Regions from separate parts of the Sus scrofa genome. Here region 1 is linked to region 2. A link is a contact called in public HiChIP or PLAC-seq data. All regions are on one chromosome and are shown on one strand. The core of a region is the stretch at or near the end of the contact, and the rest is flanking DNA. Distances in the headings are between cores, read along the strand shown.

Region 1 (2,700 bases), core at 108-2,607, 70 kb before region 2:
TTCACATTAAGAAATATTCCCCCAGAGTCACACAATACAGCCCCTGATACCAAGAAGACACCTGCAAACGTAGGCTCTACTTAGGTTATGAGGTAGAGGCTACACTTCACTAGGTATTAGTTTCCCCTCTGTTGTGAAAATCACCTTGTTATCAGTATGAATATTACTATGTCTTTTTTTTTTTTTTTTTTTTTTTTTTTTTCTTATCAAGGACTTCCCGTGTGGCTCACAACATAACGCCTCAGCATTGCTTCTACAGTGGCTGTGGCTCGACCCCTGGCTCGGGAACTCTGAGTCTTTCTTAATTTGTGAATTGAAGCCAGTGCACCCAAACTTTTATCTCGGGGTTATCTATAGACTATTGAAGGCAGTAACTCTCTAATAATTACTTTTCTTGTGCATGAGTTTTCATTTTTAAATCATCACCCTCCCCAAGCAAAAAAAAATGTTTTTAAAGTTTCTATTAGATATCAACTCTGCTTTTTGTTTGTTTGGTTTGGTTTTTTTTGGTTTTTTGGTGTGTTTTTGCTTTTTAGGGCCACACCTGCAGCATATGGAAGTTCCCAGGCTAGGGGTGGAATTGGAGCTACAGTTGCTGACCTACGGCACAGCCACAGTAACGCCAGATCCGAGCCATGTCTTCGACCTACACCACAGCTCACAGCAACACAGGATCCTTAACCCACTGAGCAAGGCCAGGGATCAAACCCAAAACCTCATGGTTCTTGGTTGGATTCATTTCCACTGCGCCACATAGGGAATTCCATACATGACTGTTCTTAAAGCAGTGTCCTTTGTTAGAGGCACCTAATGAACAAACTTTATGCCCTTACCCCCAGGCTCGCCTCGTTCTTTCCCTCCTGCAGACCTGGCTTAGCCATTTCTCCCGAGATCGCCAAGTTCTTTTTGTTGGGGCTTCCTGGAGCCATCTCCTCCATGAAGTTTCCATAACCCTCCAGACCGCCACCTACCCTTTGATCCCGATTCTGCTGTAAGCATCCCTCATTGCAGCTGTGTAACTCTTGTTTGCTTGTCAGATTTTTCCATTTTACCATCAGCACCTCGAAGGCAGGTGCTGTGCCTTCCTTTAACAGTCAATCCCCACTTCCTACTTAGCACAAGACCAAAGAAAGCATTCAAGTGAATGAATGAATGACATTTATCCCATATGCCCAGCAACATGACCGAATTGTGTCACAGGCATATGTCTTTTCTTTCTAACTACATCGACTCTTCCTTGAAGATAAGAACGGATTTATATTTCTTGCTCCACACCTTTTCCCCATTCTGAGCACAGTTTAAATCTACAATAGGCATTCAGTCAATAGCTGTTGCATTAAACTCAGCTGAATTACACTGAATTATGCAACACACATTGCTCAAAACCAGAAAGTTCTAGCTCCTTGTAGGGCTACACACATTTTGCTTGTAAATCCTTGGCAAAGGATTTGTATATACTCACAAAAAACTATGATTTAGGACATTTAAAACACTTTTTCTCTCTTAAGCAAAGGAGATTAAAAATCAGATAGATTAGCTAGAAAGGAATCAGGATTGCAAAAAGATATGTCCTTTAGGCCAGCGACTAGGAGAAGTAACCCCAAGCACTTAGTCAACAATTGAAACATAACTGAATGAAGTAGCTCTTCCCATTGCCTTACGACTTCATTACAACCTCACAAGGAAGCTGTCCACATGGGGGCAGATGAAACAGAATCAATATTCTTTATTCTTGTTTACTGTTTAATGACAATTTATAAGGTGATGACTCAGATTGCGACAGTCTTAGTGTCCGTTCTGGCATTTTAATGACAAGAGTAAATGCCATTTGACTCAGCCTCTCATATGTGAGTTTGTCACAATCTGTTTTCTTTCTTTCTCTCTCCCTTCTTTTTTTTTTTTTTTTTTTTTTTTTTTTTTTTAGGGCTGCACCTGAGGCAAGTGGAGGTTCCCAGACTAGGGGTTGAATCAGAGCTCTAGCCACTGGCCTACGCCGTAGCCATAGCAATGCCAGAGCCAGATCAGAGCCACATCTGCAACCTACACCACAGCTCACGGCAATGCCGGATCCTTAACCCACTGAGCAAGGCCAGGGATGTGAACCTGTGTCCCCACAGACACTAGTCAGATTCATTTCCACTGAGCCACGACAGGAACTCCCTCTTTCTCTCTTTCTTCCTTTCTTTCTTTCCCCCTCTCCCTCCCTCTCTTTCTTCCTTCCTTTCCCTCCCTCTCTTTCTCTTTTTCTTTCTTTATTTCTTCCTTTCTTTCTTGCTGCACCTGTGTCATGCAGAAGTTCCCAAGGTCAAACCCATGCCACAGCAGTGACAATGCTGGATCCTTATCTGCTAGGCCACAGGGAAGTCCTATTACAACCTGTTCTCTGATATTCTTCAGGAACATTTGGTGTAAGGATACTGATTAGGAAGGCTGTCATTTTTTTTTTTTCTTTTTTAGAGCTGTTTTAGTAAAACTGAAAGGAAGGTACAGAGATTTCCCATCGACTCTGTCTCCTATGTACATATAGCCTCCCCCATTAACAACGACCTTCACCACAGTGGTCCATTTGTTGGAACTGATGAACTTGACACATCATTATCCCCCAGAGTCCATGGTTTCCATTACGGTTCACTGTGATATCGTAGCTTCTATGGTTTGGACAGATGTGTAACGACATGTATCCACCATTATGGTGTCATA
Region 2 (2,700 bases), core at 160-2,659:
GCCTGCACATTCTCCACTTGTCCGTAGTAAGGTGTGGTGGCACTTTTAATTGTAGGTGCACGACCTTCTATTTATAAGAGATTCATAAGCTGTGACCACAAAGAACATTACTAAAAAGAAGTTTTGAGCTATCATCTCCCTGTTTTACTTAAAATGAAATAAAACGAAAAGTAAGGAACTCAACATGTGACAGTTTCAACTGTCATTTTAAATTATTCATTCTTGTTATACCAACAAGAAATCTCACATCTCTCTTTCAAAAGTGACATTTGGGGTGAGTTTTGTTTGTGATGAAGTGGTTATTTGATTCTCTGCACTGTGCCCATTTTTATTGAACAGGTGCGGACTTTCTATTTGAACGTACTGAATGAGGAGGAGAGGAAACGCCTGTGTGAGAACATTGCGGGTCATCTGAAAGACGCACAACTGTTCATCCAGAAGAAAGCGGTGAGTGCTACTCTGTCAGCTAAAGGGTGGCACCTGCTGGCAGGAGAAGAGAATGCAGCTATGTGAGAGAACCCTGCAAAGGGAAAATGTCATTTTTTTTACTTGAGCCTAACAGACTTAAAAAATTAGTATGAATCCTCAATCAACCTTTGATTCTTTCCTCTCTGTGTTCTATCTCCAGTGGATATGCCATAGCCATTGACCCTTAGTTTGGTCTAATATGTGGTAATTTAGTGGCGTTTAGGGTCCGTTGTCTTCTATGCTGTTCAATTCGACTGCCGTCAAATTCTATGTAGGACAATATTGTCCAATATCAAAATGTGAGTCCTGCCACAATTTTGCTTAGATTTGAGATAATAAGAAATAATTTTTATGGTTTGAGGTCTGCCTGACCTTTTATGTTACAATACCTGACCCTCCTTCAGAAGCAACTAGAAACGTGCACGTTTTCTGGGAAAAGGGCTAAGCTGCTTCCAAAACTCATGCTGACCTTTTGTGCTGAGGTGCCAGGGGATTTCTGATGGTAGCTCATTGTGCTTTGTACTCACAGTGGTCTTCAGACCTGCCACAGGAGTCTGCCTCTTGTAAACTTAGGGACCAGCTATTTCCTTGTGTCTTGGTTGCTGCTTTGATCAGAGAGGTAGCTGCTGGGATGAGTTCTGAGGCCTGGAGACAAGTACCAGCAGGCAAAATTCCAGCAGGCAAAATTCTGTGTCTCTAACTGTCTTTCACGAGTGTGTGTATGGCAGGTGCCCACTTGTACTTCTTGCTGTCTTGGGCAGAGAGCCTGACTGTTGCACTGCGAGGTAGATGGGGCGGATTTTTTTCGTCTTTGATGAGAATAAGACAGTTTGTAAGTAGCAGAACTGGGCTCAAACCCTTGACCTTCTTATCCTCTCACATGTACTGTGGTTGCAAGGCCTCCTGCAGATTCTTGATGACTCACCTCCTGCTGTCTGCTTGGTCAGGAATTCTTGCTTAAAGTATGTGAAGTTGGGAGGTCCCTCTATGGCACAGTGGAAACGGATCCAAGTAGGAACCATGAGGCTGCGGGTTCGATCCCTGGCCTCGCTCAGTGGGTTAAGGATCCGGCGTTACCAGGAGCTGTGGTGTAAGTTGCAGATGCGGCTTGGCTCTGGCATTGCTGTGGCTGTGGCTGTCGCCAGCAGCTACAGCTCCGATTAGACCCCTAGCCTGGGAATCTCCATGTGCTGCTGGTGTGGCCCCAGAAGAGACAGGAAATAAAAGTATGTGAGGTTACCCAGCAGGGGCCAGTGTTTGATTGCTCACTTTAAATTCAGGCAGTATCTGGGCGTGTTTCTTAATACAAATCACTAAAATTTGTTGAGTTACTCTGAGGTTGGCTCTTTATATGCCATCCGTACAGCTCACCTCATAAGGTGTTTTTCTCACAATACTCTTTGAGGTGGATTTAACGGTCTCATGTTTATGGAGGGTGGATATCGGACAGTATGAGACAGGTTGAATTATCTCACTTATTTTATGGGGAGTGGATATTGAAGCTCTGCTGAACGGCTTCTCCAAGGTCGCCCAGCCAAGATATGTCCGGGTTTTCTCCAGACCCTGCACGTCTTTACTCCATTGGTAAATCCTGTGGCTCTGTGTTCGGTGGAAGTGTCCTTCTGTACCTGTGGAGTGACCGCTGTGAAGCAGACCCTGGGGACTGGCCTAGGAGGGGGCTGGGGGGATGTTTACAATATTTTCATTTGGTTTCAGGTCAAGAACTTCAGTGACGTCCATCCGGACTATGGGGCCCGCATTCAGGCTCTTCTGGACAAATACAATGCTGAGAAACCAAAGGTGAGCCCTGAGCAGCTCAGCTGTGCCGGGGAAGGCATGTCTGGATCCGCACACTGGGCTTCCTGTTATGTTGATTCTCTTCAGGGACAACTCTTCCAATTCTTTTTTTTTTTTTTTTTTTTTTGTCTTTTTGCTATTTCTTGGGCCGCTCCCGCGGCATATGGAGGTTCCCAGGCTAGGGGTCCAATCGGAGCTGTAGCCACTGGCCTACACTAGAGCCACAGCAACGCGGGATCCGAGCCATGTCTGCAACCTACACCACAGCTCAGGGCAACTCCGGATCGTTAACCCACTGAGCAAGGGCAGGGACCCAACCCGCAACCTCATAGTTCCCAGTCAGATTCATTAACCACTGCACCACGACGGGAACTCCTCTTCCAATTCTTAAGCCACTGTTCAGAATCTCGTTTGAAACAGATAGAAAGAACACAC

What was found. HiChIP or PLAC-seq counts read pairs in DNA pulled down with a chosen protein or histone mark.
Region 1: a contact with region 2 is called in an H3K27ac HiChIP or PLAC-seq map of alveolar macrophages. The contact joins two enhancer-like sites. A contact is called at or near these places in 2 of 5 promoter capture datasets (fetal liver and skeletal muscle), 30 of 47 Hi-C or Micro-C datasets (adipose tissue, alveolar macrophages, blood and 16 more) and 2 of 2 datasets of contacts at active chromatin or transcription factors (alveolar macrophages and skeletal muscle).

The regions. Positions count from the first base shown.
Region 1 is chr2:26,564,433-26,567,132 of Sscrofa11.1, reverse strand. No RefSeq gene overlaps it. Among named protein-coding and RNA genes, the nearest start is that of ABTB2, 14 kb to the left of the region's middle. Within about 2 kb of position 1,357, at least 10 of the 83 cell types and tissues checked have an H3K27ac peak or open chromatin away from gene starts, as enhancers often do. A contact at or near this core is called in alveolar macrophages, where this site is marked.
Region 2 is chr2:26,494,545-26,497,244 of Sscrofa11.1, reverse strand. CAT (catalase) reads left to right here. Exons shown (of 13, transcript NM_214301.2): 11 at 340-447; 12 at 2,185-2,268. Among named protein-coding and RNA genes, the nearest start is that of CAT, 38 kb to the left of the region's middle. Within about 2 kb of position 1,409, at least 4 of the 83 cell types and tissues checked have an H3K27ac peak or open chromatin away from gene starts, as enhancers often do. A contact at or near this core is called in alveolar macrophages, where this site is marked.